5 separate regions of the Mus musculus genome follow, and all the other regions are linked to region 1. The links are chromatin contacts, called in public Hi-C, HiCAR-type and HiChIP or PLAC-seq maps. All regions are on one chromosome and are shown on one strand. Each heading gives the region's core, a stretch centred on a gene start, on an enhancer-like site or on the middle of the called end of the contact. The rest is flanking DNA. Distances are from core to core; before and after follow the strand shown.

Evidence for each region. Hi-C and Micro-C count contacts between places; a contact is called where the count stands out from the background. HiCAR-type assays count read pairs that join an accessible place to other places. HiChIP or PLAC-seq counts read pairs in DNA pulled down with a chosen protein or histone mark.
Region 2: a contact with region 1 is called in a HiCAR-type map of embryonic stem cells, with 3 times the contacts expected there. The contact joins the enhancer-like site here to the promoter of Rsu1 in region 1. A contact is called at or near these places in 4 of 39 promoter capture datasets (the C10 cell line, the HPC-7 cell line, hippocampal neurons and 1 more), 1 of 15 datasets of contacts at CTCF or cohesin (large pre-B cells), 5 of 484 Hi-C or Micro-C datasets (CD4 T cells, CD8 T cells, bone marrow-derived macrophages and 2 more), 12 of 115 datasets of contacts at active chromatin or transcription factors (the 230-238 cell line, bone marrow-derived macrophages, cardiomyocytes and 8 more) and 3 of 9 other capture datasets (adipose tissue, liver and macrophages).
Region 3: a contact with region 1 is called in a Hi-C map of adipose-derived mesenchymal stem cells, with 3 times the contacts expected there. The contact joins the enhancer-like site here to the promoter of Rsu1 in region 1. A contact is called at or near these places in 1 of 39 promoter capture datasets (hippocampal neurons), 3 of 484 Hi-C or Micro-C datasets (CD4 T cells, adipose-derived mesenchymal stem cells and regulatory T cells), 5 of 115 datasets of contacts at active chromatin or transcription factors (bone marrow-derived macrophages, large pre-B cells, memory CD8 T cells and 1 more) and 2 of 9 other capture datasets (adipose tissue and liver).
Region 4: a contact with region 1 is called in an H3K27ac HiChIP or PLAC-seq map of regulatory T cells, with 6 times the contacts expected there. The contact joins the enhancer-like site here to the promoter of Rsu1 in region 1. A contact is called at or near these places in 11 of 39 promoter capture datasets (the 3T3-L1 cell line, 3T3-L1-derived adipocytes, the C10 cell line and 7 more), 1 of 15 datasets of contacts at CTCF or cohesin (pro-B cells), 14 of 484 Hi-C or Micro-C datasets (B cells, the C2C12 cell line, CD8 T cells and 9 more), 11 of 115 datasets of contacts at active chromatin or transcription factors (the 230-238 cell line, acute myeloid leukemia, bone marrow-derived macrophages and 6 more) and 2 of 9 other capture datasets (adipose tissue and liver).
Region 5: a Hi-C map of embryonic fibroblasts shows a contact between it and region 1, with 12 times the contacts expected there. The contact joins the enhancer-like site here to the promoter of Rsu1 in region 1. A contact is called at or near these places in 17 of 39 promoter capture datasets (the 3T3-L1 cell line, 3T3-L1-derived adipocytes, the C10 cell line and 11 more), 4 of 15 datasets of contacts at CTCF or cohesin (CD8 T cells, the G1E-ER4 cell line, the NIH/3T3 cell line and 1 more), 142 of 484 Hi-C or Micro-C datasets (2-cell-like embryonic stem cells, the AML12 cell line, the AtT-20 cell line and 85 more), 38 of 115 datasets of contacts at active chromatin or transcription factors (the 230-238 cell line, CD8 T cells, the NIH/3T3 cell line and 26 more) and 3 of 9 other capture datasets (adipose tissue, liver and macrophages).

Annotation. Positions count from the first base shown.
Region 1 is chr2:13,268,042-13,273,669 of GRCm38.p6, reverse strand. It overlaps Rsu1 (Ras suppressor protein 1), which reads left to right and starts at 2,255. Exons shown (of 9, transcript NM_009105.4): 1 at 2,255-2,470; 2 at 2,648-2,759. The coding sequence starts at 2,651. Gm13270 (a long non-coding RNA gene) reads right to left here and starts at 2,093. Exons shown (of 3, transcript XR_865976.2): 1 at 1,958-2,093.
Region 2 is chr2:13,765,175-13,770,802 of GRCm38.p6, reverse strand. All of the region lies in intron 2 of St8sia6 (ST8 alpha-N-acetyl-neuraminide alpha-2,8-sialyltransferase 6), which reads left to right. Among named protein-coding and RNA genes, the nearest start is that of St8sia6, 26 kb to the left of the region's middle. Within about 2 kb of position 2,617, at least 5 of the 459 cell types and tissues checked have an H3K27ac peak or open chromatin away from gene starts, as enhancers often do. A contact at or near this core is called in embryonic stem cells, where this site is marked.
Region 3 is chr2:13,723,433-13,729,060 of GRCm38.p6, reverse strand. It overlaps St8sia6 (ST8 alpha-N-acetyl-neuraminide alpha-2,8-sialyltransferase 6), which reads left to right. Exons shown (of 8, transcript NM_145838.1): 3 at 5,529-5,618. Among named protein-coding and RNA genes, the nearest start is that of St8sia6, 67 kb to the left of the region's middle. Within about 2 kb of position 3,265, at least 21 of the 459 cell types and tissues checked have an H3K27ac peak or open chromatin away from gene starts, as enhancers often do. A contact at or near this core is called in adipose-derived mesenchymal stem cells, where this site is marked.
Region 4 is chr2:13,670,053-13,675,680 of GRCm38.p6, reverse strand. It overlaps St8sia6 (ST8 alpha-N-acetyl-neuraminide alpha-2,8-sialyltransferase 6), which reads left to right. Exons shown (of 8, transcript NM_145838.1): 5 at 3,054-3,198. Among named protein-coding and RNA genes, the nearest start is that of Vim, 99 kb to the right of the region's middle. Within about 2 kb of position 2,815, at least 10 of the 459 cell types and tissues checked have an H3K27ac peak or open chromatin away from gene starts, as enhancers often do. A contact at or near this core is called in double positive thymocytes and regulatory T cells, where this site is marked.
Region 5 is chr2:13,591,122-13,596,749 of GRCm38.p6, reverse strand. No RefSeq gene overlaps it. Among named protein-coding and RNA genes, the nearest start is that of Vim, 20 kb to the right of the region's middle. Within about 2 kb of position 2,304, at least 3 of the 459 cell types and tissues checked have an H3K27ac peak or open chromatin away from gene starts, as enhancers often do. A contact at or near this core is called in the HL-1 cell line, embryonic fibroblasts and trophoblast stem cells, where this site is marked.

The DNA of each region.
Region 1 (5,628 bases), core at 1,006-3,505:
CGTGTAGCTGGTCCCTTAGGGGAAAAGGATGCCTCTGCATGGGGCCACTGAGACACCCCCTGCCCCCCATGCCTCACCACACCCCCATAGAATATACCCCCTTTTTCTTTATCTTTTTATAAACACATCAAAGGGGACTTGTTTCCCCAGATAATTTCAAGACAGGAGCACAACGGAGATGGGAATTGCTGGTCCAGGAGTTGTTTGTGTGTGTGGCTGCCTGTTGCAGTGAGAGATGGTAAGGCAGGAAGTAGGGGAAGTAGTATAGCTGACACTCATAACTGCCATTCCCCTGCACCAGCAAAGGCAGGTTGGGGATGACTTTCTGCACAGAACTGTACTCTTGTCTCTAAAGAAACGTAACAAATAACTCAGGGAGAAAAGGATGCAGACTTAGACGGAAACAAATCCACTTACAACAGTGAGAGGGGGTCAGGAAACAACACAAATCATGCAGAAAAATCAGCCAAGGTCTTCAGGCTTGAACATGAAATGTTAACTAAGATCAATTACCAAAAAAGACTCTTGCCTGAGGAGCCAACAAAAGTAGACTGTTGAAACAAACTGACTTAGCAAACAGAGGTAAGGTTAAACTTATTGTCTTTAGAGCTGCTGAGAAAAAGAAATATCCATTAGAGGAAGAAGGGAAGGTCATGATGCAAGAGATCTGCTGTGGTCATCATAGCTGCGTGGAGGATGAACTGAACTGGGGTGAGGGAAAGTAATGTGAGGGTGCAAAGAAAGGCGGCAGTCTCCAGGCTAAGGGGGCAGGGTAGGGGTAGAAGACATCAAATCTTCCTGCATTTGACTTTGGGCTTCCAGCCTTCAGAATTATGGCGTTTTGTTACACCAGCCCTAAATGATGCTTTAAACTTATATAGTAAAACTATCTCCATCAGAAACAGCCAGAGAAAAACTATCAGTAACCTTTCAAAAAGCACTAATAAATATTGATGCTTTGGGCTTAGAGGGCTCACAGAAACTGAAACTGCATCCACAGCTTGTATGAGACTGTGCTAGATCAGTGCTCTCAGCAAATGTCTAGCTTAAGAAGTGATGAGGCAAGCCGGGCGTGGTGGCACATGCCTTTAATCCCAGCACTTGGGAGGCAGAAGCAGGCGGATTTCTGAGTTCGAGGCCAGCCTGGTCTACAGAGTGAGTTCCAGGACAGCCAGGACTATACAGAGAAACCCTGTCTCGAAAAACCAAAAAAAAAAAAAAAAAAAAAAGTGATGAGGCCTGGACAATGCAAGTTGCCTGCATTGCAAGTATCATCGTTTCATCTGAAGTGTGTTTAAGGAGAAATTTCTGCTTTCAAATTCAAAGTGCCGAATCTTTTTCTAGTACCTGCTTGGCTCATTGCTTATATATGTGTGTCTAAACTTCTGCACGTCTGTCTGACTGCTTATCTGTCATGTACCTAATGCCAGAGGAATAATTCTGGAATGATTTCCTATTTAATAGTGTGAAATTGTCACTAAGATTAAGTTTTTTACTGGGTCATCAAGATCTAGTCATTAGGAGGTAGAACCCAGAGGGTCAGCAGAAAGTTTATCTATCTATCTATCTATCTATCTATCTATCTATCTATCCATCCATTCTATTTGAAGAAAGTGGGAGAGTTCTAAGAGCCAAGATTTCACGGTTCATGGGTGTAAACACCAACTCAGACTTCTGACATAGTCGTGGTTTACTGTTAGCATCTAACCCTAAGGGAGATAGATTCCAGTTCCCAAGACCAAAAGGAACGGAGCAAAACAGTTAGATACAGAAACCTGTGAGTTACCAGCTGAGGACATAAGTTTCGGGCGGAATCTTTGTCTTCAGAATCTTTACCATAATCCAGACCTCATACCTCCACCAGGTCTGCGACAGCCAGGGGCACACGAGGGACTCACGGTAACAACTCTCCGTGGGAGGGGACCGGCAACGAAAGACGCAGGACAAAAGAGAGTACCTGACTTGTGGATTTCTCAGGACGGAACTCCAAATCCCTCAACACAAGCTGCATTCTAAGAGTCTACCTCGGTACCAGCGACCAGCTTAGAATCCCCTGCTTCCGCCCACAGAACTTTGTCCTTCAGCTAGCTTACTGAGCATGCGCAGAATCTAGATCACATGCACTTGCTGAGTCCAATTCAAGTTCCAAACTCAAGAAGATGGGCGTTCCTCAGCGTAGGGCGGAGTCTCTGAGACTAAAACGTGTACGATTGGTCCGCCTCGGGGTCCACTTTCTTCAGTGGGCAGAGCCTCGCCTGGAGCCACAGCTGGGAAACAGTTCTCCTAATTTGGGAAGTGTCAGGCCGGGAGGGGCGTGGGGTTGGCCGGATTTTGTGTGCGCCTGCGCGATCGCTGGGACAGGGTGTGTTCCTGCTGCGGGATCCTGTTTTCGGCTGATCCAGTTCATCGCTCTCCACCCGAGTTTCCCTTGCAGGTCCCTAATCACACCCACCAGGTGTTGCTCGCTGCGGTGAGTGTGCGGGGTCCAAGTCCTCCATTAAGGACTCCATGGTGATACCCATTCTCCCCTAGGCAGCCCTGGAGAATTCAGCCTGGGCCTCTGCTCCTTTCCTGCCTTAACCTGCCCCACAACCCCCAGGCTCCCATTTTTGCCATCATCCACGTGCTTTGTTGTCCTTTGCTACAGAACATGTCCAAGTCACTGAAGAAGCTGGTGGAGGAGAGCAGGGAGAAGAACCAGCCGGAAGTGGACATGAGTGACAGGGGTATCTCCAGTATGTTGGATGTCAACGGCTTGTGTAAGTTCTCTTGGACAGTTGCTAAGTTTGTAAGTAACTGCTCTCTTGGGAGGCGAGTTTCGGAAGCCTGCCATTCCACCTTTGCTCGTCACTTGGTCACTTGTCAGGAGCTTGCAAACCACAGTTAGTTCTGCTGGGACTGGTGAACCAGATGAGAACGTCACACGAGGTGTGCTGCAGTTCCTTCTCAGCGGGTGAGGGAGCTTCATAGCTTTGAAGTCCATCTTCCATGTAGTGTCCCAAGTAGCCATTTTTGTTTGTAATTTGGAAGTCACGTTTTACTCTATGAATCATGAGCTGGTGGTACTCAAAAATTACATGCATAGTAAGAATTCTTGTGCCAGTAGTATTTTCAACATTTTCCTTCATTACGTATTCCTGGGTCATTCTCCCATTTGTGTTCAGGCATTGCTCAATCTTGTGATCCAAGCTCAGCACCCGTTTAATCAGGGTGTTGCTTTCAGCTGTGAACTTATATGACTCTTACTTTATTGTTTTTTTCTCATCTGTAAAACCAGACAGGGAACTCAGTACAAGTGGGAATGGTCATAAACTCCATTGCCTGTGCCCTTCTCATGGGCATCTCCTCTTCTCCACATGGAGACGGTTATCCCCATGTGTAAATGCTGCATCACTATCGCCAGATTTTGTGTTGAGAATTCTAGTGTCCACTTTTTCATGATCTTTAAATTCTGCAAACTAATTCTGGTCTTTGAAAACACTTTTTAAGTAAGTCACCACGCTTCTGTAGGTTCCTGTGACTTCATTTGGATCCTCTGAGAGCTTAACTGTTGAGAGTGGTACCCCCACATTCCTCAGCGGGACATACAAGGTCTGATTCTGATCATAAACCGATCCCTTCCATGCATTCATTCCAAGCGATGTTGAATAAGCTCCACTGAGTGACCCTGAGCAGCCAGATCTTCCTGACTTGCAAGTCTGTTGTCTCCTTATCTATATGCCTTTCCACCTGACGTCCCTTAACTTAACTGCCAAGAGTCAGCTCAGACATCATAGCCTATGAAAAACGTTCTCTTTCTATCTTCCTGTGTGAACCCACCTTTCTACAAGGCACAGATTGCATAGCCTTTAATTAATTAATTTTTTAAAAAAGATTTATTTATTTCATATGTGAGTACACGGTTGCTCTCCTCAGAGACACCACAAGAGGGCTTCCATTACAGATGGTTGTGAGCCACCATGTGGTTGCTGGGAATTGAACTCAGGACTTCTGGAAGACCAGCCAGTGATCCTAACCGCTGAGCCATTTCTCCAGTCCAATTAATTTATTTTTAATCCAGTAGACTCTCTTCCTCATTCGAATACCAAGAGAATATGCAATGCCATGCTTGTGTTCTTGAGAATAGTGTCTGGAACACAGTCGGCACTCTAAATGTTGATAGGAGTCAGAGTAGGATGTTAGAACATCAACCAGAGGGGAGCTGTACAGAGACCTTAAAGTCAGTGGATAGCTTCCTAGGCATGAAGACTCTTGTCTGTTCTTGGAGTACAGGCTGGGATGGATGTTGACACATTAAGGCCAAAGTGGACTGCAGACATCTAGCTATCATGAAGAGTCCTGCTTTGACATACCCTTAGCATCTTGATAACTTCTTGGTTTGGGTGACATGTGTTGGTCTCTTGCAGTAAGAATGGGTTTGTGGTGATTTTTGACACTGAAGTGTCTGCCGAGGATCTAGACACTCCCATTGCTTTGGCTTTATTTCGGTTTCCACTGCTGTAAAGGAAGAAGAGGCTAAACAGAGAGCAGGGGACCAGGTGCATCTGCGCCCTGAACAGCACCTAGTTCTCTGCCTGCTGCATGCCTCCCTATGGGCTGAAGCCTGAGCCCACAGTGGTCTGAGCCATTTGTATCATTCTGGAAGATGAAGACCCATGTAATATTAACAAATGACAAGAGTAGCTCTGCTATTTCAGTTCAGCTCCATTATCTCTTTGAAGCCTTGGCTCTTACTACAGGGGAAAAGATAGCCACTTGCTTCCTGAAGGGGAAAAAAAACTGCTTCTGGTCTAATACTGGGGGATAAAAAGCAAGGTCATTTCTGTAGTTGCTCAAACCAGAAACCAAGAGACAACATTGGTATTTCTTGGAAAGATCAGCGGAAGTTTAAAAATCTCACTCCCTCTGCTGGTGTTGGCTTAAGGAAGGGCTGGGTGTATTGAGTCCTTGCTGTCAGGACTCCTAAGAACCTGGAAGACTGTAGAGTGTTCACTGGAAGCCTGACCCTAAACTGGCTTTATCAGCCACTCACTGGATTGGAGCTCAGTGGTGGAGCGTTTGTGTAGAACATGTGCAGTTCTGGGGTTCATCTCAAACACAACACAAATAAATTTAAAACAGCAATCAGTTGGCATCCAATGTGGGTGCTATATGATAAAATTACCTCGAGTATTGTGTAAGAATTCTCTTCTTCTCTTCTCTTCTCTTCTCTTCTCTTCTCTTCTCTTCTCTTTTGCTTAGGTTTATCTGCAGCTATGACATTTAGAATGCAAGCATCCTGATTAAACACAGGAAACCATTAACTTACATGCAGAGAGAATGACTGTGTCTTGTACCCTAAGCTTTCCTTTTTTTGCATTTACTAATTTAACTTCTTAAAAATAATGTAATGATTTGGCTTTGAAGATGAGAAGGGAGGATTTGCATTTCTTTGAAGCATTTGAAATGCCAGCATTTCTGCTTGGGGGTTTGGGATGTATGAGCACACCAAAGTGTTTCCATAGATGAAGAGATGTGAGTTACCTTCTATTTTGTTGAGACAGGATCTCATGTAGACCTGGATGGCCTTGAACTCGTTTTGTAGTGAGGAGGACCCTCCTGCTTCCATCTCCCAAGTGCTGGGATCAC
Region 2 (5,628 bases), core at 1,368-3,867, 500 kb before region 1:
GTTCTGGACAGACAGTGAAAGGAGTAAGAGCCCTGTGGTTTTGTGTCTTCTTTGGGAGTCCACAGGGCACCACCTGGAAGCAAGGTTTTATATTTGAGAAATTATTACAGAAGTGACTAAAAATCAATCCTCTTTTGTGGAATGTTTTCTTATGTCTTATTATTTGAAAACCATGGGTGTTGTCTCCAAATCCTATAGTAATCCCTATCTGGATGTCCACTGTGGAGTGGAATCAGAAATAGAATCCTATTTAAAAGTGTTGGCAGTGGGAAGGCTCAGTTCTGGAAAGGTTTAAGTCCATTTTACATGGCTGAAGATGTCTACACCTGGGTCCTCACACAGGAAAGCTGCCCCAGTATTTCCCTTGGAAGAATGAGTCTCAGCACAACACAAAGGGACATCTCTTCCACAAGCCATTCCATCTGTGTTGACATACTGAAGGCTTGAGGAGGTCTTGTTAAGAGGTTGTAAGGATGACAGGCATAGGTTGAACATAAGCTTAGAGGTTGCATGCCTGAAATCAAACACCAGAGAAGGTCCAAATGCAGCTAATTTGGCAAAGGTTGGAAATATTTTTGAAAAGTTAAATTTTCATATGACTCAGCCTTAGGTATGTTGAAGATAAATAAAAATATATGCTAATATATGACAGACTTACTTGTGAGCACAGATAGAGATATTATTTCTAACATTCAAATATTGGAAGCAATGCACATTGGAGGCTAGATAAACAAATGTGGTATATCTATTCATGGCATATTAGCAATGAAAAGGAACAGCAGATGGGTACATGCCACAATAGTACAAACAGATTGACTTTATATATCTCATTCTAGAGTAAGGATCACCTTAGAAAATATCATCCAAGACAAAAACCAAATTGTCTCGTGCTTTGTGTTCTAGGGTAGAGTTGGTGTTGAGTGCAGATAAGTTTAAGGCATCTATTTGAGGAGATGGGACTATTATAAAAACCAGGCAATGCTGCTACTTTCATTATAAAAGTCACTGAATATTATTAACTATGTAATTATACTTACTATACACTGGAAAACTTATAGTAAAATATAACATCTATATTGAGATACTTGTGAGCATAGGAGCATCATGTTATTTTACGTGCCTATGTGGCTGAGTTTAAACAGCAACTGAAACATATAAGCAAGTGTTTTGTTGCTGGGCTATGCAGAAGATTTAAGTACTTGTAAAGAGATCTAAATTAAAAGCAAAGATTCCACAAGTAATGCACAGAGGCTTATGGAGTGAGATACAGATGATCCATCTTCTCTACTGTCTTAGGTAGGGTTTCTGTCGCCACAGTGAAACACCATGACCAAAAAGCAAGTTGGGAAGGAAAGGAGTTATTGGACTTATGCCTTCTCTATCATAGTCTACAACTGAAGGAATCCAGAGCAGGAACTCAAGCAGGGCAGGAACAGGGAGGAAGGAGCAATGCAGACACCTTGGAGAGATGCTGCTTACTGGCTTAATCAGCCTGCTTCCTTATAGAACCCAGGACCATCATCACCCCAGGGATGGTACCACTTGCAATGAACTGGGCCCTACTCACTGGTCACTAATTAAGAAAATGCTCTGCAGGCTTGCCTACCTCCTGATCTTATGGAGGCATATTTTCAAACTGAGGATGGCTATAGTTTGTGTCAAGTGGTCATAAATCTAGCCAGCACACCTACCATTCTTTCTTATATTTCCTCCCAAGGTTTTTAGGCCATTTGTGTCAGGATTAAATTGCTGCTTATAGGATAGACACTAGTCATTCAGATGTGATATCCCAGGATGCCCAGTGCATTGAATAAAGCTCAATGGAATTGGGGAGTGCTAGCAATTACTGAGGTCTTATTACTATGCACTGGGCTTCTGTAGCTTTATGTACATGGGATCATGCTCTCTTTCAGCAGTGAGATTATGTAAGACTACTGAAACACTCACTTTACAGTAAGGAAAATGAAGACGCAGATACATTGTAGTAACCTGGCCCTGGCCACACAGCTGAACAAGGTACTACTAATGCCAGAGGCTATACTCCTGTTTTTAAGCTTCAGGTTGGAGAAACAACAGTTGAATTGTTTGTCCCGTGGACGTGCAGGGTGATTTCCCAAGGCATCTCTGGCGTCTCGAGGTGATTAGTGATCACAAATGACAGGTTTGCAGGTACAGAGGATTTGGGGAGATACAGGGGAGAGGACACTTGGTCTGGGTGCCATACCATTATTCTGTTGCTGGCTGATCAGCCTGTAGATCTTTGAATTCTTTCTGTCTGTGAAGTCAGACTTAATGAATCAGATGAGGAATTGCAACAAAGAATACAGAACAGCCCACGGGGAGAGGGGAGAGGGACATTTCAGGGGCTTGTCTGCATATCCTTCATGCAACCTGGGGAAGCCTAAAATGGAATAATACACGTGGGGGCTCAGCAGAGGAGTCCTTGCTGAACCTGGGAGGTTAGAAATACCTTGTCAGACTTGTGGTTGTCTCAGAAAAGCTTTACAAGCCAATCAAGGTCAGGGGTGTGTCTCAGTGGCCACTTCAGGTAGCCTTCCTCTGCTATGAAAGAATCATCAAGTGTACTGATTATGTTTCTCAGAGACTCCATTGTTTCCCTAAGGACCAGCTTTGTGTGTGACTGCTTTGTCCTTTTAGCCAGACGGAAGGAAGAGGCGAGCACACCCTTTTCCTTGTGATTTTCATCAAAAGCCAGTCCCCTAAGGAAAGAATGATTTGTGAGCAAACACTTCTATTCAGACTCAAAGGGGTGATTTTTCCCTTTTCTTTTGGAAATGTTCTTCCCAGCAGAGCACTGACTCTAGCACACAGTCAAAGGTTATTAATGACTTCATTCACCCCTTCAGCAGATATTTATTCTTCTGGAGACCCGGACTGTTATCTTAGAGGCTGGACTGCAGGAGAGTGGCTATGCAGGTGGGACCTAATTCGATTTGGGGAACAACATCCCTCTTGCCTTAGGGAGGTGATTGCCAGGTTCACTCCAGTGCATCCTCAGCAGAGCGCGTCAATCACTTAATCTCTAGGGATCTTTTGAGGCTGTGACGCAACCAGCTAGGGTGGCAGGGACCATGACCTACCTCTGAAGGAGTGGCCCACCCTGTTCAGGAATGGCCCCCATCATCCGTGTGGGGAACAAAATGCATCATGTGCTGTGAGCACCCAGAGCAAGTACTATCCTGGGAACAAGTCCAAGCACAGAAAGTCTCAGAACTGTAAAATTCCACAGAGACCACAGGAAACTCAAGGCTCATGCATAAAGGCTGGGCATAAAGGGCAAGATACACTGGAGAATGAAGCCCTTTCAGGGTGCTTGATGGTATGGCTTGAATCAAAAGTGTTCCCCATGGGGGCTGGTGAGATGGCTCAGTGGGTAAGAGCACCCGACTGCTCTTCCGAAGGTCCGGAGTTCAAATCCCAGCAACCACATGGTGGCTCACAACCATTCATAATGTGATATGACTCCCTCTTCTGGAGTGTCTGAAGACAGCTACAGTGTACTTACATATAATAAATAAATATTAAAAAAAAAAGTGTTCCCCATAGGCTCCTAGTTTGAATGTTGGTGTCCCAGTGGTGGTGTTCCCCAGGGAACCTGTAGGAGGTGGGGGGGGGAGCTACAGAAGCAGATCACTAGAGATTTACCTTGAAGGTTATATTTCTGCCCTTGGTTCATGTCTTGCTCGTCTGTTTCCTGGCCAGATGGGATGTGAACAGCCTCATCCATGGGTTCCCACTGCCACTGACTGGCCCATTCTGCCACACCATCCATATCATGATGGATTAAAACCCTCAGAAGTTACAAGCCAAACAAGCCTTTCCTCCCCTGATTAGCATCTATCAGGTATTTGGTCAAGGCCGCACAAGAGTAACAGATACAGATTGAGTCTAGGATGCCCGCTGAGGATGGATGGATGGACCTGAGATGGAGAAGCAGATGATGATTAGCAAGCAAAGTGGTGGTCCTTGTGAAGTAACCCAAGCATTCTGTCACCGACTATGCAAACCCATTCGAGGGTTTTCGAAAGGTGCGGTGAGATAAGGTCTAATTTGGAGGGGTGATTTATCTTGAGTGAAGCAGAGCTGCTGCCCACTGTGATAGTCACCTCAGTTTTTAAATCTTTCGAGAAACACAGGCCCGAGTCCAGGTGTGTACCAGACTCCCATCCTGGGAAGTGGGTACTTTGTTGAGCAGATGCCTGGCACTGCATCTGTGTGGGATCAGTTGGGTTATCTCATGGACATCCTCCTAATTAGAAATTAGACCAAAAAAGGGAAGGAACCAAAGGTTGAGAAAACACTTAGGACACTGTCATAGCCAGAAATTAGGGCAGGGCTAAGTTATCACCCATGATCTGAGGTTGGGGTATGGCTTTAAGGAGACACACAAAGGGGTTTCAGTTTTCATGTGTTGGCAATGGGACAGAATTTGGATGTAAAAGGAGCACAGTCAAGTTTGGGAATATGCAACTGTCAACTAGATTTCTTTGGCAGCTATAACAAAGCATCTCAGACTGCTGAATTGGAAACTCCTTCTTCCTGTTCTGGGGGGCTGGAAACCTAAGCTTAAGGTCTACTGCAGCCTTTCTCTGTGGGTTGTGAGTGGCTGTCTGCTCCCTGTATCCTCACATCGTCATCCCTCTGTGTTTGTTCCTACATCTCCCTTCCTCTGGTGACTCCAGTGATGTTAGTATAGGGTTGTCCTAATGATCTTATTTTAATACAAGTTTTTCCTTAAGGCTTCTGCTCTGACCATGGTTATATGCTGAGGCAACAGGTACAGAACATCAGCACATGTACTTTTAGCCCACAACACATACATTAAACAGTATTGAGTGAGCTTTTAGAAGTAGCCTGTTCTAAGGAGCAAGATGCTGGGCTTGCCTCTACTTCCCATGAGTGAAATTGATCTGTTATTTATATGGTGGTAAAAGACAAATTTTAGGCAAGAATTTCTTTTTCTCTTCAGATAGGTTCTTACAATTACAGTTATCTACATTTGGCTTTGAACTCACTGTATAGCTCAGAGCAGCCTTGAACTTGTGGTGATCCTTCAGGGTCAGCTTTCTGAGTGCTGAGATTTGCAGGCATGGGCTACCATGCCTGGCAAAGTGAATTTTATATTGCTATTCTGGAGGGGTGTTGGAGTTGATTCAGGACCTGAAACATGCTAGACAAGGGCTCTGGTACTGCGCTGGACTGGTTACATGGGAATTTCAGAGAGAGAGCCAGAGTCCCTTGACCTGAGTAAGTCATGTCCTGAACATGGCCAGGGTATTCAGATTATGCACGAGGCGAGCTGTGTGAGGAGAGAAGCCTAATGTGTGGGGACTTAAGTGCAGTGTATCCAGAGAGGCCAAAGCCAAAGGCTTAGAATTCTGGATAGTATGTAGAGATGTCTCTGCATCTAAGTGTATATGTGACAGGGAGTGGGGAGAGGGGAGGGTCTTTTGAGGCAGAAGAAATAAGCATGCTTAGGACAAGATGTTTTAGTATGAACCTAGATTTTTCTCTCTATTTTCAGCTTCCATAGCCACAACTGGGGCGGCTTACACAATAGAAATACATTTTAGTTCTGGAGCCTCATGCCCAAGATCAAGGTGTCAG
Region 3 (5,628 bases), core at 2,016-4,515, 450 kb before region 1:
CTCCAATCCAGAAGACTACTTTGTTAGGGACTGAGAGCAACCAGCTACATGGTGGGCTAGATGCTTGCTATACACATGTCTCTGAAGGAGCAGAACTGATAGAATGAACAATTATTATAAAAGATTTATCAGGTTGGCTTATACCAAATGGACCAGTTAGTCCATCAATGACTGTCTGTGAGCTGCAGAGTCTGAGAAACTGATAAGCTGCTCAGTTCACATCGCTGGAATTCAGTGGTCTCAGTCTGGTGCTAATATCTGGAGAATTCTTGAAAAGCTCCTGTCTTCAGAAGAATCTGGATTCTAATGTTAGCAAAACATGGCAGCAGCAGTAGCAACAAAAGGGTATATGCACAGACTAGCAAGATGCAAACACTGAGGACGGATGACATATCCCCGTGCAACTCTGTATCTTCTGGAAAGTTCTGCCTACTCTCATGGTGGATCTACTCTATTTAGTTCCCCCTTCCCAAGAGCACCCCTTACAGACTGCCCAGAGACATGTCTCTTGGTTGATTTGATTAATCATCACACTTGCTCTTCTCTTTTCAGAAAGCCCGCATGGGGTGGGGAACACACTATAAACAATTTGCTTGCTGAGCTTAGAATTAGGACTCAGGAGATCACCATGGCCTGAATCCAAGAGGCTGGCCAGCCTGCTAGACCCCTCTCCATAGGGTTTTCTGCTGCTGGTCAGCATGGTTTCTGGTCTTATCACTCTTGGATGAAGAAAGGGATATTAAAAATAATTATTTTTAAAAATCCTTATTTGAGCTTTCTGTGTTTAGAAACTATGCTCTGCTGTTTATTAATGCATCCATTCCTCAGAGAGTAAAATTGATTAGACTTTAAGCTTTATGTTGTGGCACCGATTATGTTACCATAAATAGAACTTAGCTGCACTTGCTGTTCCTGAGATTCTTGCATGCCAATTGTTCCTTGGAATGTTTTACTTGGCCGGGGATCTGATTGCATGATTGCAGGTCACACACAGAAGGTCACATTCAGTCTGTTCTTCAGAGGCCTTGGTGGATACTAAGGACCAAAGGCAGAATTCTGCATATTTGTGTAACATTATTTCTTTGAGACAGAGCCTCTGCAGTACCAGAGTCTTACTGTCTATTACCTGGCAAGAGAGAGTACAGTCTCCCAACTTCTTGCTTTCTAGTGAAATCTTGTCAGGTGGACTTGTAAAGTAATCACTTTCAACTCAAGGATGACCTATCAAAACAGAATTTCAAGAAAGCCCAGCATCCACAGGGATAACAATGATAGGCAAAATGCTTGTTTTTGTATCATCAACCCACAGTCTTATTAAAGAGTGCTTCCTCCTTACATGCTGAAAATATGCCTAATGGCTTGTCTGTTGGCACCAAACAAATTCTATTATTAAGTAACAAAGGTGGTCAGAATTCATGGTATAAGACTTGCAGGAAATGGAGAGAAAAGGAAATTTGTACCATTTAGTGGTTAGCAAACCATCGTTAAACTCATAGTCAAAGGCTAGCCAGATAGGTGGCTGATGTTTTAGATATCCCACCAGGAAGTGGGCTACATGTCCCAAAGGGGGATGATTTGGAGCAGAGAAGTGGCATGCTCAGATCAAGTGTTCCTGAGAGACAGACCACTGGGGGATAATGAGAAAGGATGATAGAAATAGAGGTCTGTGGAAAGGTTTGGGGAGAGAAGGCAGGTTTCAAAGGCAGGAGACCCAGAGGCAATGTACAGAAGACCTGTAGCTAAAGACCAGTCATTACTTTAAAGTCACATCAGAAAATGAATGACAGGAAATACCAATACATGCAGAACAGTCTAGAATAAAAAGCTGCAGAAGGGTTGTGACTAGCAGTCAGAAGCTGGGGAGCAAGGAGGACTGTGGGTGAAACCAGATACCCTGAAAGTTGGGAAGCAAAGGCAAGGCACTGAGATCTCCTTTGACATAGTGATGTTTGCTGAAAGCCAGTCAGTGAATTTATAAATAAAGGAAGTGGGCAGCTGTGGCTTGTAATTAGGATGGGCAATGAAGAGAGAGTGAATAGCAAGGTGACATATTTTGCTTTTTATTTCCAGACAGTAGTGAATTGATCGTGGCAATAGTACACAGCCAGAGAGTAAAGATGCTTTCAGAAAACGTAGTAGAGAGGGACCTGGTCACAGAGGAGACAGAGAAGGCTGGGGTGGCAGATACATTATCATCATGTGAGTGAGGAGGTCTTTCTTTTAGTCAGAAGGTCAGGACTGACAGCTACGGATTAATCGCACCCAGCAGCACCGTATCCTCTGAAACGGGCAGCATGATTGAATGAGATGTTAGCAGGGCAGTGAGTGGTCAAGACACTAGAACCGAACGCCTACAGTGGCCACTGAGAGAACTGAGGCTTGAAATAGAGTTGTTAAGGCACATAGAGGGCCGGACCAACTGGACACCATGAATTTGTCAAGTCACCAGTCCTAAGGCATCAGGACCAGGGATATGTATGGTAGGAGCTTTATTGTTTCAGTTGCTTATTTTGCAACAAGTGAGAGGATGTTGGTGGAGGAAGGCATCTAGGGAGCTGGCAGTATGTGGCAGAGGTGGCAAATGCCTCAGATGCATAGTGAGGCAGGCTTGCTCAGGGACAGCTGAGCAAGGATGGTCACCTTTCAGAGAAACGTGGACAGGAAGGACAGTTGGAGTAATCTCAGCTTGCTTGTCTGAGAAGCATTAAAAGCCAACCTACTCCCCAAATTCTAGCATATCTCCAGAGGGAGGATCACAGTGCTATCTAAGATACATCTCCTTGGTGGCAGAGGCTAGAGGCCCTTGGTGTGGAGTTTGGTGATTATTATATAAGCTCATTATTTTCTCTTTGATATAATTTTGTAAGAGGGTTTCATCCAAAAATTGCAATGACCTGGAATTATACAACAGTAAGTACTTGGAAGGGGACAGAAACAGAAATGGTACTTGGAGCTTGCAGAATCTGTTTGTACAGACAGTGCCTAGGAGCCATCCGAATCCTGTTCTGCTTTCTTTCCCTTCACTAACAGCTCAGGTCCCATTGAGAGTTAGTACCAGATGGGTCTTCTCATTATTCATCTTGTTTAAAATGTGCTCCTTGCAGCAGACTGTGATGTCGTTTGCTTCTGTGCCTTTTTCTGTGGCTTGCAATATCCAGTCTGTTTCACCTGTACCCTGGTCCTTTGGGTTGGATCATTCTAACTAGATCCCTGGGAAGGCTTACACATCAACCCACAGTTGACTCATAGCAGTCTCTTGTTTTACCACATTGTATCTGACTCAGAGTCTTTGGCATTCCTGTTTTCCTCATGACTGCCCCTTTCTCCATTCCCGTTAACTTAGCAGAAACTTGCCTCCCAATTGGATGTTAAAGAAGGCTTGCCATTGCATCCCCTCAAGGTTGCATGCTCACCTTCAAGATGGATCTGCTTGCTGGTCATGAGTTTTCCCACCTCAGAGCTACAGACGTTTCTTGTTTTCTTACACCAGAGAAAGGTAGAGGTCAGGAAAGAAACTGAAGATTTCAAGTGAAAAAAAGGGTTGGAGAGACACAGAAGGCAAAGGAAACTAAAAGACTCCTTGCCTGTTCTCTTGGGATTGAGTGACTCCCTGCAGGTAGAGATGTAGGCAGCCTCTATAAGAACAGAATAATTGGCCTAGAGGAATTACTGACTGACATGAAGTCAAGTTCAACAATGAGTTTAGAGCAAGAACTCAACAGATATTTATTGGCTTCTATGTGTCAGGTCTTTTCATACATACCCACCCCCACCCCAGCCCCATTTAATCCTGTTAGCTGTGTTATTGGTAAAAATTAAAGAGAAACTCCCCTGCTGAAGGCTAAGGCCAGACTGAAGCCCAAAGGCAAGGTCATCCTCACTGACTCCAAAGACCCCCTTTGCCTCTTCATCTCCACTCTGCATCAGACACTCTTCTCTAATTTGCACACCGCATGCCTGGTTTATGGCTGGGCAAAGCTATTTTGTTTTTATTAAGAAAGATACTTTCCAGTTTAAGGGAAGGTGTATATGACAGTTCTATTGGTCTCTGGTTGTCACCGGCCCACAATTGAGCATTACAAAGGCATCATAATTCAAAGCACTGCTGGCTGGGTAATTCACTTCATTAACAGTGCTGCCTGGATAAAACACACAACAAATTAGAAATAAACAAATGCTTGGGAGCACGATAATACATTAGACTAGCACAAGAAGTGCTTCTAGAGAGAGGATGAGAGGTGGGAAGGAAGAAGTAGGGAAAGAAATTATATTGGGACTCAGAGTTTGTTTTATCAAATGTATTATTACTGTTATTATTTGGTGAGTGTACATGAGATAGATAAATAGATAGATAGATAGATAGATAGATAGATAGATAGATAGATAGATAGATAGATGGATGGATGGATGGATGGATGGATGGATGGATGGATGGATAGATAGATAGATAGATAGATAGATAGATAGATAGATAGATAGATAGATAGATGATAGATTGTGTGTGTGTGTGTGTGTGTGTGTGTGTGTGTGTGTGTGTGTGTGTGTGATGCTTACATACTGTGAAGGTCAGACAACTTGTGTGAATGTGTTCTTTCAACTGTGTGTTACAAGAACTGAAATCAGGTCACCAAACTCGGAGTCATAGTGCTGGCCGTCGGTGAGATTTTGTGAGCCCATAGGTAACACACACCCAGTACTTTTAGGAAGCCCCTCTGAAAAATATTGTCGACTTATCCATGAACCTATCTTGCTTATCTCTTTACCTTCATGCCCCCTCCTTCTCTATCACCCCTCATGCCCAGTGTATCAAGAAGTCCTGACTCCAGAGAAGATCTCAGATCTGTTTGCTTGTCTTTCCTGGTGGATCCAGGCACAGTGTGTTTACACTATGTCCATGACCCTCACTGTGTCCAGGAGTTAGTTACTTGACATGTCTGTGTCCAAGAGATTTGTTATATCAGAGAGTCAGATAATAACATGAGTGTGCCCATGGAGCTCATTAGTGCAAGACGCCATTGCCTTTGTCCTAATGCTGATTTTTGGTTTGCTTGTATTCCACCTCTGATTTTCTGAGTTCATAGAAACCAACATGTGGGGCTAACATATCAGAAGTATTACAACAATCAGAAAGCAGATACACCTGTGTTCTTTATGGAGAAAACATTAATTTCCTGTGTCTCTAGGCTTCTTACCCAAGACAGCTCTTCTTTTTTTTTAAAGGCTATTTACACGCAATGATTAAAATCAGTTATTTATTATAAATACTAACCTGAAAATACAAAAATGCAAAAATGGAAATAAAAAGCCTTCTGCATGGATTTTTTTTTTTTAGTTTAACTTCATTTTTAAATTTTAGATCTATCAGAGGTAACAATATCAATTTCGTTTCCCAGGGAGAAATTCAATAAAGGAATAAAATCCAAGCTTCATTTGGATACAACCCCTTATCAATTAAATCTGATTTATATTAATAATATCTTACATACTTTGATATTAAATCATTTTTTCCAATCTTTTTCCTGAAACAGCACATATCTGGATGAGAAGACAACCCAAATAACAGAGAAATGCAAAGATCTGCAATATAGCTTGAACTCTTTATCTAACAAAACGAGACGGTAAGTTGCA
Region 4 (5,628 bases), core at 1,566-4,065, 400 kb before region 1:
AGTTCCCTACAGTTCAGATTGATGCAAACGCCTACAGCCATGTAAATGGATGACAGATGTACTTAGTAAACAGTTGCAGAATCTAGCTGGTGGTTACTGAAGGGCCCATTGTCCCACTTTTAACCTTCCTGTAAGCTTAAAAGTGTTATTATAACACACTTAAATAGTATAATTCCAGAAATGCCTATTAATACAAGAAAGCACTAATAGAGGATCCTGGTTGATGTTTGTTCTTTATGGTTTTGTAGTATTCTCGTAAGTACTGAATATCTTTATTAAGTTACTTATTGAAAGTAGGTAAGAATTTATTATATTATTATATTGCCCTTTCTTAGAATACAGTATTAATGATACATTTAAACTGAGAAGCACACATGGTTATGAGCTTGCAGAGTGATAAAAGGATTGTTAGTTAAGTTTATAATTACAAACTACTGGGTATTTTATTTACATTATTACTTATTATTATTAGGTTTGTTTATCTCTATGAACTGCCTTTTAGAAATGGTAGATACTAAGGGACAGAAAGATGGAAAGGAATAAGCAGCTAACAGAAATCAACTAAGAAGAGTGTAGTAGTTTTTTTTTGTTGTTGTTGTTGTTTTTTAATGAACAAGTTTCCTGATGAGTAGAAAGTTTGACCTTGTATGATTGACTTTCATTTTCTGTAACCTGAGAATTACTGGAATTTTGAAGGATAGAATTTTAAATGATCAAAACAAATTAGTGCACTGTGTTACTTCAAAAGCACAGAACTCAGTAGGAATGTGTCTGAAAGGACGCCTTCAAAACTAAGACCCAACATAAAAGCATGGGGCTGGAAAAGAGCAGTGTGAGTACTCTTCCCACAGCCAGGTCCCACACAGAGACAGTGCCTTTTCTGTAGTGGGTGGTTCCAAGTGCATACGTATTTCATAAGTAATATAAAAGGGACAAGCTCACAGAGTACCAGGATGATGGAAATCGTGGTAACTGGGCTCTACTCAGAAAACACCGAGGAAGGGGATTCTGCAAGGTCCTGCCAGGTGGAAAGGTGAATCTGATGGTTGGTTACTGAGTTCAGTTGCTTTCAGAGTTGCTAAGAAAATGAATAGAGAAAACAGATCTCAGCAAGGAGATAGCTTAGTTGTGTAAATAGAAGTCTCTCTTGACTTATAAGGTGATTAAACCCTGGAGTAATTTAATTATTAAAAGGTGCTTTGGCATCACCATCCATGAGGAGTTACACAAACAAAATGGATAAGTCATGAAATTTTGACATTGGCCTGTTTTATAGTAATTTTCCACTTTAAAAATCATCATATCGATTGACTATTCTCAAATAAGTGGCTATACATTATTGCTTAGGTGGCTATACTGCTACTCAACTTAGTTTTTTGTATTGTTATAATTATTACAAAACAATTGTTAAATTCTACTTTCATATCTTGAATTGTCTTCATTATTCCATTCAATTGTGTTTTCTCAAGCTTCCTTAAGGCATTATCATATCCTTTTTAATGTCCTTGAACATACTCATAATTGCTTCAGCTAACTTGCTTTTCTTTAGCCTGTTACAATACACCTCTTGGTCCCCCAGGTTCTTCATGCAGCCCCTGTGAGCCATCCACTCTCACCCATGTCCATCTCTTTGTGACTCCCTGTTAATCAGCAGAATGGCTTTCTATCCACAGTTGCTACATTTAGCTGATATGTTTGTGGGGAGACATGTTGTCTTGGCTGTTCATCTTTGTAGTTTTGCCCTGGGATCAAAGTATCTGGTGTATCTATATGTAGCTCTCTGGTTTCACCTTGGTGGATGGGTGTTCTGTTCTCAGTCCCAGCCAAGAGTAGGATGCTGTGGGACCTTCATAGAGAGCGATTCTGCAGGTTGGCAGGGAGTGACAAAGGAATTGAGGAGAGCTAGAAGGAATGTTGACAAGGTCTGTGAGAAAGAGCTAGGAGAACCCCGAACCCCGAACCCCAAGTCCTCACCACAAGGCCAAGTCTCAAGGGGACAGAGATGAGGAGGAGCCTATTACAAAACAACTGTATAATATTTTCCTTCATCATCCTTGCTTGAAAAATCCATTACATAACCTCCCCCCTACCCATGGCTGTCTGAAACCCCAGACAGTGTTGGGCCTCGTGTGTGTGTGTGTGTGTGTGTGTGTGTGTGTGTGTGTGTGTGAATGATGTATATGTATTTTATGTATGTGCACATATAATATATGTATAGTAGATATATAATATGTATATGGTATATATCCATAGTACTTATTAAATAGACATAGTATACATAGTATATAGGTGAATATAGATACATTGTTAATGTATACCACATATATACATACATAGAATATTATACATGTACATGTTTAGCTGATAAATCCTACACAGTAAGAGATTAACAATACTTACTCATGATAAAATATAGTTAAAACTGGGGCTAAAGAGATGGCCCAGTGGTTAAGAGCACTGGGGTGCTCTACCTGAGGACTCAGGTTGGATGCTAACACCCACATGGCGATTCACAACTATCTCAACCTCAGTTCCGGGGGAGCTGATGCCCTCTGGTGGTCTCTGCAAGTACTGCACACAGATGGTGCCGAAGCATAGGAGGAAATCAAACCCCCACAACACATTAAAAAATAATAATAATTAAAAATACAACCATAACAATGTGCTATATTAAAGTTATGTGAAGTGGGTTTGTACTGAAATTTTCTTGGATCAGAATTTCCTCTGGGTGATTGAAACGTCCCAAGCTTATGATGGCTTACTGTGATGGATTCTCTCGTTTCTCTGTCTGTCCTGGCCGTCTGATTGCGTGGAGGTTTTTAACCTTTGCCACGGCTGTGTTCAGGACTGTTACCTGCTGTGAAGTGGGCTACTGCCTAAGGGTGTGTATGTTTTCTCACCACCCCCCACCCAGGGCTGCAGAGGAACTCTTGCCTGCCTGACTTGACTTCTTTTTGAAACTCGGCAGCGCAGCTCCTCTCGCTGTATCTGTTAAGTCCGAGTTTGTCTCTTCGTTGTCGTCTTCTGCTTACTTTCATTCTCATCCGTTATAGAGCAAAACTGGCTTCCTGTTGCGATGCCATTCAAGACTTCGTGGTTTCCCAGAACAACACTCCAGTGGGGACTAACATGAGCTACGAGGTGGAAAGCAAGAAACACATCCCCATTCGAGAGAACATTTTCCACATGTTTCCAGTGGTGAGTGAGGATTGTGTGACGTCATAACACCCAGTAATGAGAGTATAATTTTAAAGCTATCATGTGAATGTTATATATGGGACATGTAGAGTGGTGGCCTGTCAGAGAACGAAGGAATTTTATCTTTTTCCTGCTTGGGGCTGAACCCAGGACCTTGCCCAAACTTGATCAGGCAGGACTCTACCACTCCATCCCCAGCTGGGCCCTAATGAAAACAATTTTGGCTGCAGTGTGGCCCCCTCTGAAGAGGGTTTATACAGTAAATGATAAGTGCTTTCAGCCCTCCACCTGACTTTTCAGTGAATGTCCTGAAACACTTGGAGTTTCAGAGCTGTAGTGACCGAGCGTAGGGAGGTGACCACCGTGCTTTGCCTAGAATCACACTGTTCCAATTGCCATTTTAGATGACTTACACCCATTCTTGTGGCTTAGCATTGTTACATGACTATGTGAGTGTCTCGGTCAAGTCACATAACGTCCTCAAGACGAGGCTTATTGTCTACTGTGTTCACTGCTATATTCCAAGTGCCTAGAACATTCCCTAGTGCATATGTACACTCACTACACGTCTGTAAATAAACATGAGTAAACGATACATACTCTGATGCTAGGGGCAGTGAGAAAAAAACTTTTTATGGATTACAAATACAAAATTGAAGAAATTTTTATCATAAAAAAATCTCTCACTTATATTCATGCATTCATAGGTGTGTTTTATCAAAAAAAAAGCAATGAGGCCAAATTGATATGACAAGCATGGGATCAATATATTTATGCAGCATACTACCAATAGTTATAGTTTTGTGCTTAACTCCCTCTTTGTTCATTATTTGACTTCTCGAAACATAAGTTATTTCAACCTTTTTTGTATTGCACTTCAGAGGAAGAATAATTTGTTGAGAATAACTGAGAAATACCTAGAAAATGATAAAGTACTGGAAATATTCTAGAAGAAAAGGACAGAAAAGGTACTCATTAAACAGATAAAATCTTTTTTAAAGTAAACAAATTTGGTGTTTTTAAGTGATAAAAAAAGAGCACAGCTTATTGTAAATAAGCGTACTTCAAGAAGGTTTAAGGGGAAAAAAATCTTAGTGGAACCTATAGCTTATGTATGTAATCCTTCCACTGGGAAGGTAGAGTCAAGATGGTCCTGGTTTTTGTTTTTTGTCTGGTTTTGTTGTTGTTTAGTGGGGTGGTAGCTTTGTTTTTGTTTTTGTTTTTGTTTGTTTGTTTGTTTGTTGCCAACCTGGACTACATAATGAGACTGTCCCACATACCAAGAGCTGGAACTTTGTATGGCTTAGTGACAGAATTCTTGCATAATAGGCACAAGATCTTGGGCTCCATCCCCTTACTACAAAAACATACAAAAGGCATACAAAGCAAAGCCAAGACCCTCATAAAACATCCTATTGTGTCCCGAAACTACCAGTAGTGAAACCATGCTAATAACCAAGTATTTCTTTGTACATGGGAGGCCTAGGATAGTCTTGTAAGCAGTGCCTCTTCATCTAGGCTGCAGATGTTCACATGCATGCCTTCTGCTGCTCAGCTCAGAGAGGCCGCAGTGCATCTGCCTTTCGTGCAGCATCTTGAAAAGAACTGTCAAGAGTTGGTAATTTTGTATGATAATGACTGCATGCGTTTCCTGTTATCCTGAATTGTTTGATTTTAGTTGGAAAACAAGAAATGCTGCAGTGACCTGGGTAAAATGATGTCACCTTGTGCTGCTTCCATTTACCTTCCAAGGCTGGGATTCAGGATGCAAGCAGCCCCTACCCAAGGCCCACACGCCCCTCTGCTCCTCTGAGCCCATAGCTCCCTAGGACCTCCAGAGCAGCTTGCCATGAAACCTTTCCATCAAAACTATGAAGTACCTGCCTCCAAAAAACTGCTTTATTTTTAGGGAATATTGAGGTTTGTAATTTATTTCTGCTCCTAGTGAATTCTGGTTCCCCAAACATATGGCTGTTTCTTCCCAACTGATCAAGAAACCAGAGAAAACAGTCATTATTTTGAGGGCTTTATTTGAGCTATGTTTCCCTTAGTAATCTTTGCTATTGTGCCATAAAGAGCATATTTGCATTATTGCATCCCACCCAGTCTATAAAATTCAGAATTTATTGAGACACCACTGAGTAAAGACTCTGTAGCCATCCTGAGTTTGAATTTCAGAGTCAAGAAATAGCTTTTGCTATCTGGAAAGCATTCACGCCGGCCTTCTGGATAGAGAGAAATGAAGTGTATCATGGACAAGTTAATGTACTGACTAGTAACAAACAGGGCTGGGGAATGGCTTGGAGCAGCCTGGATGGGTCCTAGCCCAGACCTGTCTGTCTAGAGCCTCTGCTTCAGTATGCCCCTCTACTTTCCCATCTGTGAAATGCTCACACAGTGGTGTGTGAGTTAAATATGTTAGAAAGTTAT
Region 5 (5,628 bases), core at 1,055-3,554, 320 kb before region 1:
TGCCTTTCTTTCTGCCTCATCTTTACACCGTTTCTGCCCCATCCCCTTCATTTTTTTATGTAAAAGATGATTTTCTCCTATGAAAATATTTTTATAAAGATGTTGGCAAAAGACATGGGTAACACTCTTTGGTGGATAAACCAGACTCCACTATCACAGGTTTTAACAACCCCACAGTGCTAAATGCCTATTAAAAGGAAGGGCTGTTTGAGGTGAATCACTAATCCACAGAGCATGAACTGGCAGCTTTGAGGAAATTCAGTTACCTGGGCTTCACTATGCTTTCTCCAAAGGCTGTATTTATTTTTTCAAATGGTGTTTTACATGCAATGTATTCTAGGTCCTGATTCAGAGCATTATTCGTTATTCAGTGTATAAGGAGGCTGAATCGGGTTCACCAAGGACTAGGATTTAAATTGGCATGCATTTGATTTAGATAGTGGTCTTTGATTTGTGTGGCTTTTTCATGGCTCTGCTGGCACTATTTCCACGAGTAACAATTTAATTCTTCCCCACTGAGTGCTTTTCCTTGTTTGCTTTCCAGAATGACTTTGCTCTCCCTGAGCCACCCCCTCCACCCACCCACCCACCCCCAACCTTTGCTTTATATTAAGCACATAAAATCATTTGACAGGTATCTGAAGAGACTCACTTCTCTGACGAGGGAGGTCATTAGAAGCTTCTAAATAAGGGAAACGTCCTGAGAGGGATTAAATAAGAGAAACATTTTCTGAGTCATTAGACACTAGATGGGTTCAAATACCAGAAAAACACACTGTAGCACTCCACTTGGCACTGGTAATGACTTAATGCTTCTCCAGACTTCTCTGACCCTGTGAGGAATGTTTCTGCACTTCTGAGGCCTGATTAGCAACACAAGGCAAAAGATGGTAGGACCCACGGAAGGCTGGAAGACTGAGGGCTACTCCCAAGGCCTAGTTTATAATTTAGAAAATATGAAGATTGATGGCAAGAGTTGTTATGCTCAAAATGTCTAGAAATTGGATAGTTTAATGTTCCCTCAGAGCTTCAACCCATTACAAGGTAGAGGGTTTTTATTATTATTATTATTATTATTATTATTATTATTACTACTATTATTATTAATTTCTGTTTTCCTTTTCATTAGGCTTCTACAGTCCACACTTTGGAAGTGGACTTATATCTCTATTTCCTGATTTGCTATCTGGATGGCCTTGTCAATATTGCTTAATTATTGCCATCTGTAAACCTCAGTTTTCCTATCTATGAAGTGGGGATTACAAATGCTTGACTGATTGAGGATTGTGTGGGTCATAGGGTAGCTTTTTTTCTATGCCCATTTTCAATTTCAGGAACTTCCTTTAGAGCATGAATGTATGGCCTGCCTTTGAATGGAGTTTCTTATTTGATACTGATCAAGCAGTATTTGCAGATTCTGGGGACAGACCAATGAACAAACAAAGGGGACTCCTGAACTCAGGCAATTACATTCTAGGGAGGCCACAAAAACTGTCAAGTGACCCAATACATAAGGTTGCAATAGCAGGTTGAAATGAGTGTGTTACAGCAAATGTCGTTTTGAGAAAAAGAAAGATGGAGCAAAGGGACAGATAGTAATGAGGTCAAGAACAGTTACTTGTATGAGGAAGCATTAAAAGAAAAAGATAATTTATCAATAATGGTTCAAGAAGAGGAAGCCTGTGAGGTTGAGAGGGACAGAGATCGACACAGACAGGTAGGACACAGGAGAGATGGGAGAACTAATAGTATTATATTTTACTTAAGTTAAAAATAACTTTAAAAGACAATGACGATTTTGAAACTTTGGGGTGTTGAGAAATGAAGAGAGAGGCCATCAGAAGAACTAAAAGATAAAGGATTTTTTCTTTCTGGAGGCACAGTCTGAAAAGTGAAAATAACTGAAAGACCTGGTGTCCAAGAATCTTCAGAAGATTTGGGCTTCCACACAGTTATTTCAGGAAATGGTTTCCATCACTGAGTCACCTTGGCAGAAGGTATTAGAACCCAGGACCTAGGGTTGTGACAGTTTAAGCCTTTTCCTGGACACTACCTGCTGGGTTCTGAACCTGAAAATCAGCTCAAGGGTGAGAACTCATCAAAGGGTAAGCAACTTCGTGTGACCAAATTGCTACCAGCCTTTTTTGCCTCTTCCACTCCTGCCTCTGCTTGTAGGAGTTAAGAAGCACTCTTGATGGCTGAGTATATTTCTTTCCTAAAGAAGTCAGGGTATATAACTGACATCCCCAGCTTCCTGTGAGTCAGTGGCTTTAAATGTCCTTCCAGCCCTGCAGTTATTATGATCATGGTGGCTCCCTGGATTCTAACAGTTAAGAGATAGCAGATGGCCCCAGCCTCAGGCTAGGAAACAACGTCTACTCTATGCCTGCCTTACCACCATCAGCTTTGGCCTGCAGACCTCAGCTGTCTACCTCCACTACTGCTTTAGTGGTGGCTTCTCAGGTCTTCTAAGGAAAATTAAAAATTCTATTTGTTGTATGAAAGATTACCTAGGTATGACTGGGAGTGAGGCTCAGGGGACATCACCCCTCACTGCTAAGTTATTTGCTACTGATAGAGTTGGGGAGAGGAGGAGGCATTGTCTTCCATGATGACTCCTCCAGTGAACGGTTCCAAGCCAGTGGGCACACAAGTAGCCCTGATTAACTAAATGGGGCAAAGACTCGAAAAGAAAGCAAAACAAACCCAAAAAGTCATGATTCTGGGAAAGAGATTGATCAAGACGAAGAAAGAGAGATTGATTGAAATGTGAGAGAATCAACACAAGGTATATAGAAGAGAGTGAATAGAATTCTATACATGCATGGAACTGTTACATAACAACCTTAATTAATAAAGGAAACACTTATTAGATAAAGTGCCAATGACAGAGAAAAGAGCTGCAGAGGAACAGACAGGGGACTACATAGGACCACAGTGGGTGTTTAACGTTTTGCAAAGAGAGAATGATTAAGAAGAGTCTCTGTTTATGACCCTCAGATTAGTTACTTTTGGATCATATGTATCACATGACCTATTAAATGAAGGGCCATTCATCAAGGTCTTTTGAGTAGCTTTGATGTAACTCACCTCTTAGTCTTCCTCATAAAGCGTTCTTTCTATGAAATTTTGTTTACCTCGAACATTTCCTGTCTGCTGTTGACTTTGGCAGAGAAAGTAAAATCTCATCACTATAGTATTGTCAAGAGCACTTACAGTCAAACTGAAGAATGTCATGATCCCATGGCCTGAAGGCCAGGCACAGACTTAACCACACCCAATTCTTTTTTTTTTTTTCCTTTACTATTTAGCTTAGTTGAGCATACAGAGTGATCACTTTCATGACATCGTCTTCATACATGTGTGGATACAGATTCATGCATGCATATACATAGATATGCTGTAATTCTTCCCGATTATTTGACTGTATCCAGTTCTTTCTAGAACACACTAGAACTATATGGATGACCTCTTGCTTCCCTTGGGCTCTGCCGGTCTGAAAGCAAAAGCAGGTGAATGTGACTTGGGCTTAAAGGTGACAGTGGAGAACATGACAATGGAGAACATGAAGAATGATTTGCTGAAGCTCATGGCAGTTGGAACAAAAACTGCCTGATTCTGTCACAGCCCAAGGGGAGAGACATTTTGAAATGAATTCTGCCGAGAGCTGATTACATTGTTTCACAGGCAGTTCATCCTATCTACCACCCGTGGACAGCTCCAACCAATCCATGCCTTTATTCTCACAGTAAACTAACTCATGATCGATGAATCACAGAGGGCATGAGAATTTATCTGGAGGTGGTGCAGAGAATGTTCAATTATCTAATTGGACTCATGACCCTAAACACATTCGATTACATAACTGGAGATTCTGTACCCATATTTAATTGAAACATGGACTGGATTGTGGCAAGGGAAAAGTCAGTGAATGGAAAAAGAAATAATTTTAAGGCAGAATGCTGTTGTGGATTAATTACCTACTGTTACAAAATTCCCCAAATTAGCTTTAGACTATTGATATAAAATAAAGTTTGTTAAAAATGAGCACTTAGATATGAAAGTTATGTGTTATTAAAAGCTTGGAAAGTTAGAAATGGATGTTAGAACCACATCACTGTTATGTCGTGCTGCCTATTGCTTCAAGTTTGGGGTAAAAGTAGTCAGAAAAAATAGGGCTCTGTTACCACAAGCCATCAGAAATAGTTTTTATATATGTGGATCTGGGGGTGCTCTATGGCTTTGATGCTCAAATCATTCTAGTGTAATGCCCCTTAGCAGGACATGGTCTCTTACCTAAGTATTAGCATCTCATCTCATCTCACTTTATCTTGTCCTGAATGACACATCTCCTCTTAACCTTCTGCTTCATACAGAGCTGTTTTGGGTTTACCAAATCATCAATAATGTCATTTATAATTCAAGATTTTTAAATCTCTTCCTTATTTTGGCTTAAGTTTTTTACTATAGTGTAGTATGGTTTGAAGAGAAGATAGTAACTATTCTTGCTTGTTCTGTTTGGTCTTGTAGGAACAATTAGTCCAAGCTGGCCCCCAATCACAATCTCTCTGTCTTGGGCTCCCAAGTTCTGGGTCCAGGCATGTACCACTGTACCTGGTCTTGCTCTTGATTGTGTATAGGTTCCCGACAAAAAGTTAAGAAAAGTTCTTATATTTTCATTCTAACAGTATATATAATGATTAAATGATCAGTTAAGCAGAGTGTTTCCATTTGTGAATCTGATCATATGGTTTTCATTTCCCTTCAGCCTGTTAAATGTTAGCCTCTGATTAATCTTAAATTAATCTTAAATGTCTAAGACATGCATAGCATACAAATAATTTAGCATCTTTGAAGTACATACAAATATTTAAAGCATTCTATCATCAAATGTGTCTAGTGGCAGGAAAATAGATTAATAACTGCTTCAGGAACATAATGAATTGACATTTGCACCTGCCACCATGTGTATAGTTCAGGATCTTCTGCTATCCCCAACCACTGCATGCATACAGTGAAGACACTGGTCTGAACCATGGCTGCAAGGCCGCTTTGCTGTGCAAGTGATCCGAGGATCCTCATTGGCTTGCCTGAAACCTCTCTCTTCTGCTCTCTGCAACAACTCTTGTTCTGTCTTTTCTTCCTTCCTTTTTCTGTTGTCAGACCTACCTGGGATACATGCCTGGAACTCAAGTCACCTGTCTACTCCGCTCTTCCATTCATCCTTCGAATAAAGCACCTGTCCTGTCTAACCCACCACTTGCCTTTGGCAGGACCTTGGTCAGCACAACTTGGATGGTTGATTTTTCATTATAATATGTGCTTCTGTATCAATGTATAAAATTGGATTACAATGTACATTTCCCACTGTGTCCTAATTTGGTGTTTGAAGTTAGGCTTCTGATCTCTCCACAATTCATGTTGACAAAAACATCCCAACACGTAGCATTAGGAAGTGTGGGTTTCAGAAGAGAAGTGTGCCACGAGGTCCCCACTTGCACAAAGGGAATCTGGAAGAGCTCATCCCTTTTCACTCTATCTACCCCCTGTACCATCTGAGGACATGACTTCTGTTCCCTCCTGAAGATACAATGACAAGTCACCATTTTGGAAGCAGAATCTAGGCTC